Regions from separate parts of the Pan troglodytes genome. Here region 1 is linked to region 2. Evidence: chromatin contacts called from public capture Hi-C data. All regions are on one chromosome and are shown on one strand. The core of a region is the stretch at or near the end of the contact, and the rest is flanking DNA. Distances in the headings are between cores, read along the strand shown.

Region 1 (5,191 bases), core at 143-2,642, 93 kb before region 2:
TCTGACTTCTTGAGATAGGTGCTAGGGTGCTAGGCCCCAGCAGCACCCGCGGGAGCCACACAGGGAAGTGCCTTTCCCACTCAGAAGGGTCCAACGAGGTATAAGGCACCACCTGAGCCTTCCCTGTGGGCAGCACTCTGCAGCCAGTGTCACCCTCATGCAGACTTTGGCTGGTTAACCAGGTGTCTTCTGAGACTTAATCTCAGGGGAGAACTGGGTCCTGCTGCCCCAACCGTGATCACGACACAGGGACTTCAAGCCTGGACCGTGAGTACCGTGGGGGCAGGAGCCAGGGTGTATTCTTGCCTGTCCAGCTCAGAGTAGAGACTCAGTGAAGGAATGGATGAAGGAATGGATGAATGAATGAATGAATGAATGAATGATGCTATTTCCAAGAGCACTTCTGGGACAAGACAATACTCTGTAAGAACTGAGTACAAAACTCTCTCTATCCAGAAGCTTGGGGTGGCCAGGCACGTTGTCAGGTCACCTCTCTGAACTGTCACCCTGTCCTGAGACACTGGCACCACCTCTCCCCTGGGGATAGGAGTGTCTTGATCATCCTCTCGAAAACCGCATGCCCCTCCCGCTCCAGCCCCACACTTACTTTCTGTTTCCCCCAACATTTGTCTCCATTCCATAGCGCATTCTTTCACTGTTTCTTTCTTTTGGTTTTTCAGAAAGTAAGGCTTGATCTTTATTTCTTTATTGGCTTCTTGTCTACCTTCCCTTTGCCATCAGCAGGGTGGGGGCTTTGTTTTGTTCACTATACACCCTGAGTGTCTAGAACAGTGCCTGGCTCATAGCAGGTGCTCAGTCATTGCTTATTGAATGAACAAGTCGATGAACTTCAGTTTTGTTTTCTAAAAACTGGAGGCTTGTCTCCCTGGCGTTCTGGCCTGGAGTGCTAGGCTGGTTAGGAGGCCCCACTCAGCCCCGGCCCATTTCAGCTTCTCACTATCATGCAGTTACAACCCATTGTCTTCATCTGATCCTTTGCCTCCCCCAACCCCCCACCACACAAGACAGAGAGTAGGTGCCCTGCCTGGTTGTGCTTGGGGCATGGGAGGGGCCGACACAGGTCACCTGTTCAGAGGATGGAAAGCTGGAATGGAAAGCGCTTGCAAACCCTGAGGGCAGCGCGGCTCAGATGCCGGTTGCTGTGGTAGTTAATATTATTTGTCTTGCTTGTGAAAGAGGCCTCAGCAGCTGGCTTGTATCAATATTAATCGTGGGGCCATCTCTGCTGCCTGGTAAGGCCAGCACCCTGCGGGAGCCTGAGTCACTGGAAGCCAAATGGAAAATCCCCAGCAAGGGCAGGCTTTGGAGACCATGGGTAGCAGGCAGCTAAATAAAGAGGCAGCCCCACCAGCATCACTAAGGGGCCCATCTCAGCCCTAGAAACCCGTCCCTCCCCTTCCTCTCCCCCTCCTCCAACCCTAAAGGCTCAGGCAGCTCTGGGGAGCGGATGCAGAGCCTGGCCATTCCAGCAGGCACCGAAGGGAGGCTGCGGTGTTCATCCCTGCCCCCCTCATTAGTTCATTTATGGAAAGCCTGACACTGTTATCCCTGGGCTGGGCACTGGGGAGGACAGAGGGGTGAGCCAGAGGAGGCATTAGCCCTCCAAGGGTACACAGCTAATGGGGGACCGGCTCATCCCTAGGGGAGAGGAACACCCCACTACCCACAGCATAGCCAACTCCTGGACAGAGTGAAGAGCTGTAGTTGTTTGAACCTTTATTTCTTTACAGGCCCCACATTACAGATGGACATTCTGCTCCAGGAAAGCTGCCCATACCCTTACAATACCAGGGTTGACTAGGAACAGGCACATTGCATGAGGATGAATGTGTTTACAATTCTGATTGGTAAAACCAAAAATTCAATTAAATCAATTAAATGTTAGCAAGGAGGGTGGGGCAGGAAGTGAGGGACACGTTGTGGCCTGGGCTGGACTGGCTGTAGCTTCTTGAGACATAAATTCAGCAGCATTGGACCAGGGATGCCTCCTTTTCTTGAGAAACCTTGCTGCTAGCCATTTTTGCTATTTCAGAATGATGCTTATCAGTCTTGAGAACGCAGTCCTTTGGGCCATGTGAAAGCCTCTGCCATCTTTGCAAGGCACACGATTGGGAGGGAGACCCCACCTTATCAGCCACGCTGGTGCAGGGCGGAGGTGCCATCCAGCGAGCTAGGGAAGACGCCAGAGGGGCAGGTTCTAGGGGCAAAATCAAGAGCCCCTTCCCAGTTCTCTTGCTGCCTCCCTGCTCCAGAAACTGCAGGCCTCTCTACTTGAGAACCAGCCCTGCTTCCCTATGGCCAACAGTGGCCCATGGCCCACTATGGTGCCCACCTTGACATTCAAGGCCCCTTCCAGCTGGCTGTATCCCTTCATCCTCAGCAGCCTCAGATCCACTGCTGCCTTGACCTTTATCCAGCCTGGTCTTCTAGCCCGAACCCCATGCAACCTCTGCTGTGCACCTGTTTCTGCAGATTCCATACCAAATTAAGTATTGCCTCCTCCAGGCAGTCCTCAGTGATCTCTTTAGTTGCTGCCTACAAAGTCCATGCAGCTCTTGACATTATGGAACACCTTCTTGTTCTAACCCCTCCCTTGGCTCTCTTATCTGTTGGACTGTTGGCAGCCTAGGAATGGCCAGGCTCTGGTCTCTCCTCATCCAGCAGGCTAGCCTTGCTTGCATCCTCAGGGTTCCAAAGACAGAACAAAAAAAGGCTTCTTGAGGCCTAAGCCCAGGACTGACCCAGAATCAGGTTTTCAGTCCTGGTTCACCAGTTACATGGCCTTGGGCAAGAAACCTCTGCATGCCTCAGACTCCTCATTTGTAAAACGAAGATTAAGTGAGTTAACATGTGTGGAAAGAGCTCAGAACTGCGCCAAACACCTCATAAGTGCTATACGAATGTTTGTTACTATCAGTGAACTAATAAGGAAAATGATATGGTCCATGTTCCTCGTAGTGTTGAAATGTACTGGGCCGGTCATTCAGGTATCATTCACTCATTCACAGAATATCGGACGTTTGCTAGGAGCCAGGCACTGTGCTGGGTGGTGGGGATAACACATTGAATAAGTTTGCTCTTAGATGGCTCAAATAGTTGGGAAAACTGACTGTAGCTTCCGTGATTTGATTTGCTACAGGTGTGATGATGGAGTGGGATCAGGAGGGGATAGGGAGGAGGGGACCTGTCCTGCCTCGGTGGGGCAGGAAAAGCATCAGAATGGAGGTGACGCTGGGGCTGAGCCTTTTAAAGCTGAGTAGATCGTCTCCTTTGCATAAAGCACAGATGAGAACCAGACACAGAGGAGTTCATGTTTTCTTCTTTTCTCTTTTCAATTATCATAATAGAAAATGACAAACAGCAACAACGCTAATAAAGTGAGATTTCACAGATACATTTTTACATCTTTTAAGGTTAGATATTTTTAATCAAAAGAGCACAGCGAAATCCTATATTAAGAAAGAGTCTTCACTGTAGAAAAGTCAGTGATCGCATGGTGAAACCAGGTGCTTGGGTAGCAAAGGACTCCAAGAATAGTTAAAATACCTTTTATGAAGTCAACTGCTTACATTTACAAGTTGATCATGAAAACATCAGTAAGACACAAAAACATTTCCGATGCTCTCGGCATGAAGAATTGGTATCTGGAGAGTAGCAAGTTATAATAGTAAGGTTTCTGCAAAAGATTAAATAGTATAAAGAATATTAGTATGCCTTCAACTGGCGGAAATAGGACTGGGCACGTGGAAAAAGGTCAGAAATAAGAGAAGATGCAGATTTGCTCAAAGGCTGCTACCCAGCACTCCCATGCCCACCCCATTCCTAAGCTCTTCCCCAAGCATACTCTTCATATGCATTGGTGAGGGGCCAGGTCCCTGGAGGGCCCAGAGACACAAAGTTAAGGGTAGGGAAAAGTTCAGCCCCACACTCCCATCCACTTTGTAGGGCTTTCTCCCTCCAGTCTGGGGGTCCCCACAAATGCCCAAGATGGTGGAAACAGTCACATGGATTTCTAAGAGACCACATGACATGCTGGGAGTTCCAGATCACTGTCCTCAGCTGGCATTATTTGAACTCAGGGCAGTGACCATGATCACTGCTGCTGCTCAGAAGAGCTTTAATTTATTCAATGACTCACAAATGGGGAAAAGTGGAAAGCATGCATAGTTTCAGAATCAGAGATAGGATGGCCAGCACAGGGTCCCCTGACCTCGGCACTATTGGCATTTTGGGGCTGGATAATTCTTATTTGTGGGGGGCTGCCCTGTGCATTGTAGGATGTTCGGTGGCATCCCTGGCCTCCACCCATGAGATACCAATAGCAGTCCCCACCAAGCTGTGAGAATCAAAAATGTCTCCAGACATTGCTGATGGCCCCCAGCCCTTCCTTGAGAATGACTGGCCTCATGAAAGCCACCACTAAGTCTCCTAGTGAAAACTCGATAGTTAGGTGTCCTGGGCTCAAGACCCCTGTCTCCTGAAAAGCTCCACCTGGCAACACTCCCAAGCCTCTCAGAGATTCATTTTCCTCAAGTTAAAAGGTTGGAAGCTCCCTTCTGCCAGCATATAGAGCCCTTGTCAGAACCATCTGCATTGTTGGGACAACGCTTCGAACGGCAAACGCAGTAATGGTGTGGTTCTTTAAGAAACTGGCAGAAAGCCAGGCAGTGAGACAGATACAGGGGACACAGGGGTGTTGCTCAGCCACGTGGACGGGGCTCGGTGGGGAATGGGCTCTGATTCCCCCAATAATCGAGGCCTGCAAATTCCCTGCAAATATGCTGTGCACATCTGTCAGGATTTATTTCCAAGGCAGAATGGGGCTCAAACCTCCTCTTGGGGAGGCAGGAAATCAGCTTGAAAAAGGACCCAAGAGCAGATGACAGCCTTGCCAAATGTCTGGATGGAGCCATCCGGGCAGGCGCGAGGCTGCCGCCACGGTCAAAAGACCAGCATCCAGAATCCCCCGGGGACCGCACCACCTATGCAGCCCCTCCGAGGACCAATGTCCACGTCATTCTCAGCTCTTTTCTATCTTGATAATAAATGCATGACTTCTACAGTGACTCAGAACACATCATACACTTTTATTTCAGAATTTATGGCGTCAATTTTGTGTACTTTTTGGCTCTTCCATTCTGCTTCTGGCAGTAACTGTTTTCTTGCTCCA
Region 2 (5,152 bases), core at 2,493-4,992:
CCTAGTTTATTGAGAGTTTTTAACATAAAGGGATGTTGAATTTTATCGAAGACCTTTTCTGCATCTATTGAGATGATCACATGATTTTTGTCATTAGTTCTGTTTATGCAATAAATTACATTTATTGATTTGTGTATGTTGAATGAGGCTTGCATCCCAGGGATGAAGCCGACTTGATTGTGGTGAATAAGCTTTTTGATGTGCTGCTGGACTCAGTTTGCCAGTGTTTTATTGAGGATGTTTGCATCAATGTTTATCAGGGATATTGACCTGAAGTTTTCTTTTTTTGCTGTGTCTCTGCCAGGTTTGGGGATCAGGATGACGCTGGCCTTATAAAATGAATTAGGGAGAAGTCCCTCCTTTTCAATTGCTTAGAATAGTTTCAAAAGGAATGGTACCAGCTCTTCTTTGCACCTCTGGTAGAATTCGGCCGTGAATCCATCTGGTCCTGGGCTTTTTTTGGTTGGTAGGCTATTTATTACTGCCTCAACTTGAGGACTGGTTATTGGTGTATTCAAGGATTCAACTTATTTCTGATTTAGTCTTGGGAAGGTGTATGCATCCAGGAATTTATCTATTTCTTCTAGATTTTCTAGTTTATTTGGGTAGAGGTGTTTATAGTATTGTTGGATGGTAGTTTGTATTTCTGCAGGGTCAGTGGTGATATCCCCTTTATCATTTTTTATTGTGTCTATTTGATTCTTCTCTCTTTTCTTCTTTACTAGTCTAGCTAGCCATCTATTTTATTATTTTTTTCAAAAAACAAGCTCCTGGATTCATTGAGTTTTTGAAGGATTTTTCCTGTCTCTATCTCCTTCAGTTCTGCTCTGATCTTAGTTATTTCTTGTCTTCTGCTAGCTTTGGGATTTGTTTGCTCTTGCTTCTCTAGTTGTTTTAGTTGTGATGTTAGGGTGTCGATTTGAGATCTTTCTAGCTTTCTGATGTGGGCATTTAGTGCGATAAATTTCCCTCTTAACACTGGTTTAGCTGCTTCCCAGATATTCTGGTACATTTTCTCTTTGTTCTCATTGGTTTCAAAGAACTTCTTGATGTCTGCTTTAATCTCATTATTTACCCAGGAGTCATTCAGGAGCAGGTTGTTCAATTTCCATGTAGTTGTGTGGTTTTGAGAGGGTTTCATAATCTTGAGTTCTAATTTGATTGCACTGTTTTCTGTGATACTGTTTATCATGATTTTGGTTCTTTTGCATTTCCTGAGGAGTGTTTTACTTCGAATTATGTGATCGATTTTAGTGTAAGTGCCATGTAGCAGTCAGAAGAATGTATATTCTGCTGTTTTGGGGTGGAGAGTTCTGTAGATATCTAACAGGTTCACTTATCCAAAGCTGAGTTCAAGTCATGAATATCCTTAATTTTCTCTCTCAATGATCTGTCTAATATATCGACAGTGAGGTGTTAAAGTCTCCCACTATTATTGTGTGGGAGTTTAAGTCTCTTTGTAGGTCTCTAAGAACTTGTTTTATCAATCTGGATACTCCTGTATTAGGTTCATATATATTTAGGATAGTTAGTTCTTCATGTTGAATTGATCTCTTTTCCATTATGTAATGCCCTTTTTGTCTTTTTTGATCCTTGTTGGTTTAAAGTCTGTTTTGTCAGAAACTAGGATTGCAACCTCTGCTTTTTTCTGCTTTCCATTTACTTGGTAAATTTTCCTCCATCCCTTTATTTTGAGCCTGTGAGTGTCTTTGCACATGAGATGGGTCTCTTGAATACAGCACACCAATGGGTCTTGACTCTTTATCCAATTTGCCAATCTGTGTCTTTCAGTTGGGGCATTTAGCCCATTTACATTTAAGGTTAATATGGTTATGTGTGAATTTGATCCTGTCATCATGATGCTAGCTGGTTATTTTGCACACTAGTGGATGCAGTTTCTTCATAGTGTCATTGGTCTTAGTATTTCAGTGTGTTTTTGCAGTGGGTGGTACCAGTTCTTCCTTTCCATATTTATTGCTTCCTTCAGGAGCTCTTGCAAGACAGGCCTTATGGTGACAAGTTCCCTCAGCATTTGCTTGTCTGAAAAGTATTTTATTTCTCCTTTGCTTATGAAGCTTAGTTTGGCTGGATATGAAATTCTGGGTTGAAAATTCTTTTCTTTAAGAATTTTGAATATTGGCCCCACTCTTTTCTGGTTTGTAGGGTTTCTGCTGAGAGGTCCACTGCTTCCTTTTGTAGGTGACCCAGCCTTTCTCTCTGGCTGCCCTTAACATTTTTTTCCTGCATTTCAACCTTGGAGAATCTGAAAATTTTGTGTCTTGGAGTTAATCTTCTCATGGAGTATCTTACTGGGGTTCTCTATATTTCCTGAATTTGAATATTGGCCTGTCTTGCTAGGTTGGGGAAGTTCTCCTGGATGATATCCTGAAGTGTGTTTCCAACTTGTTTCCATTATCCCCATCTCTTTCAGGTACTCCAATCAGTCGTAGGTTTAGTCTTTTTACATAGTCCCATTGTTTTGGGAAGTTTTGTTCATTTCTTTTCATTCTTTTTTCTCTAATTTTGCCTGCCTCCCTTAATTCAGCAGCATAGTCTTCAAGCTCTGATATTCTTTGTTTGACTTGATTGATTCAGCTACTGACATTTATATTTGGATCATAAATTTCTTGTGCTGTGTTTTTCAACTCCATCAGGTCATTTATGTTCCTCTCTAAGCTGGTTATTCTAGTTAACAGCTCCTGTAACCTTTTGTCATGGTTCTTAGCTTCTTTGCATTGGGTTAGAATATGCTCCTTTATCTCAGTGAATTTTGTTACTACCCACCTTCTGAAGGCTACTTCTGTCAATTTGTCCATCTCATTCCCCGTCCAGTTCTGTGCCCTTGCTGGAGAGGTGTTGCAATCATTTGGAGAAGAGGCACTCTGGCCTTTTGAGTTTTCAGCATTTTATTGTTGATTCTTCCTCATCTTCATGAGATTGTCTAGTTTCAATCTTTGAGGCTGCTGACCTTTGGACGAGTTTTCTGTGGGGACTTTTTTGTTGAAGCTCTTGTTGTTGTTTTCTGTTTGTTTGTTTTTATTTCAACAGTCAGATCCCTCTTCTGTAGGGCTGCTGCAGTTTGCTGAGGCCCTATTCATCTGGGTCCTTCCCCCACCTGGAGATGTCACTGGAAGAAGCTGGAGAACAGCAAAGATGGGTGCCTGCTCCTTCTACTGGGATCTCTGACTTCAAGGGGCACTGACCTGATGGCAGTAGGAGTGCTCCTGTATAGGGTGTCTGGCGACCCCTGTTGGGAGCTCTCACCCAACTGGGGGGCATGGGAATCAGGACCCATTTAATGAAGCACTTTGGCTGTCTCTTGGTGGAGGGGGTGTGCTGCACTGAGGGGAAACCCACTAATCTGGGCTGCTCAGATTCCTCAGAGCTAGCAGGCAGAGAGACTAAGTCTGCAGGTCCACAGAGACCATGGCCACCCCTCCCCATAGGGGCTCAGGCCCAGGGAGATCAGAGCTCTGCCCCTAAGCCCCTGGCTGGAGTTACTGGAGTTCCTACAGGGAGGCCCCGCCCAGTGAGGTGGGATGAGTCAGGGTCCAGCCTAAAGAGGCAGTCTGGCCATAGTCTGCCATAGCTGGTGTGCTATGCTGTAGGGAATACCTCTTCGGACCAAGCCATGCAGTTTCCGTGGCTCTAGCAGGGGAGAAATGCAGCCTGGAGCTATAGTGATGGCTGCTGCCCTCCCCACTCCCCAGGAGTTCCGTGTCTTAGGCAGCTAGCAGCCGGAGTGATGTCTGCCGTCTCTTCCCTGGGGAGCTCAGCTTTCTTAGCCAGCTGGCAGCCACAGTGATGATGGCTGCCCCTTTCTCAGGAATCTCAGTTGTCTTAGGCAGCTGGCAGCTGGCAACCACAGTGATGGTTGCTGCCCCTCCCCTAGGGAGCTCAGATGACTTAGACAACAGGCAGGCACAGTGATGATGGCCGCCCCTCCTGCTGGGAACTCTGTAGTCTTAAGCAGATTTCAGCTGAGAGGCTGTTGAGAATCTGTGTGGCTCTGTGGTTGGGACTGAAGGCCCTGGTGGCGCAGGCTCATGAGTGGAAACTTCTGATCTGTGGGTTGCACAGATCTGTGGAAAAAGCACAATTTCTCAGGCTGGGTAGCACACTCACTCACCGCCTCCTTTGGCTGGGCATGGGGGTGCTCCCTTTGCCCCGTGTGGCTCTCAGGTAGGCTGATGCACCATCCTGCTTCTCTTTGCTCTCCGTGGGTCATGCCAACCACCTAGTTAGTCCTGATGATAGAACCTGAATATCTTGGTTGCAGGTGTAGGATTTGCATGCTGTTTTGTTTCTTCTCGGTGGGAGCCTCCGACCCTTGCTGCTTCTAGTCAGCCATCTTGACCCCACTCCCTGATTGATTTTTAAATGTTGACCTTTAATCCTATGACCTTGTGAAAATTAGTAGTTCTGGTAGCTTTTTGGGTAGATTCTTTGGGATTTTCTACATAGAAATTCACATTGTCTGCAAGCAGAGACATTTATTTACTACATTATTAAACTAGCTAGGAACTCCAGTATGATGTTAAATAAGCATGGTGAGGAGGGGCATCCCAGCCTTGTTGTTGATCTTTGGGGAAAATATTTAGCCTTCTATTTTAAGTATGATATTAACTGTGGCTTTTTTTTTTTTTTGGTACATATCTTTTCTTGAGTTAAGAAAGTTTCTTTCTATTCAATATTTTTTAAGACTTGTTGAATTGTATTAAATTATTTTTTTCTGCATCTATAGAGAGGGTCACATAGTTTTTCATTTTTAGTCTGTTGATGTGATTAATTACATTGATTGATTTTTGGATGTTGAAATGGCCTGAACTTCCTGCAAAAGATCCCACTTAGTAATAATGTATTACCATATACGTACATATATATGGCACAATTTGCTAATATTTTTGCTGAAGAATTTTTTGTATCTGTATCCATGAGTGATATTCTTCTCTAGTTGGGTGTGTGTGTGTGTGTGTGTGTGTGTGTGTTGAATTTCTTTGGATGGTTTTGGTACCTGTGTAATGCTGGCCTCAGAAAATGAGCTGGGAAGTTTTTCCTCCTCTTCTACATTCTGGAAGAGTTTGTGTGTAATTCATATTTCTTCCTTGAATGTTTGGTAGAATTCACCAATGAAGTCATATCTAGCATATGG

What was found. Capture Hi-C pulls out chosen DNA fragments and counts their contacts.
Region 1: a capture Hi-C map of stem cell-derived neural stem cells shows a contact between it and region 2, with 3 times the contacts expected there. The contact joins two enhancer-like sites. A contact is called at or near these places in 4 of 7 Hi-C or Micro-C datasets (blood, induced pluripotent stem cells and stem cell-derived neural progenitor cells) and 1 of 1 other capture datasets (stem cell-derived neural stem cells).

Annotation. Positions count from the first base shown.
Region 1 is chr15:94,093,387-94,098,577 of NHGRI_mPanTro3-v2.0_pri, reverse strand. No RefSeq gene overlaps it. Among named protein-coding and RNA genes, the nearest start is that of C14H14orf132, 55 kb to the right of the region's middle. Within about 2 kb of position 1,392, at least 8 of the 24 cell types and tissues checked have an H3K27ac peak or open chromatin away from gene starts, as enhancers often do. A contact at or near this core is called in stem cell-derived neural stem cells, where this site is marked.
Region 2 is chr15:94,002,416-94,007,567 of NHGRI_mPanTro3-v2.0_pri, reverse strand. No RefSeq gene overlaps it. Among named protein-coding and RNA genes, the nearest start is that of C14H14orf132, 36 kb to the left of the region's middle. Within about 2 kb of position 3,742, at least 4 of the 24 cell types and tissues checked have an H3K27ac peak or open chromatin away from gene starts, as enhancers often do. A contact at or near this core is called in stem cell-derived neural stem cells, where this site is marked.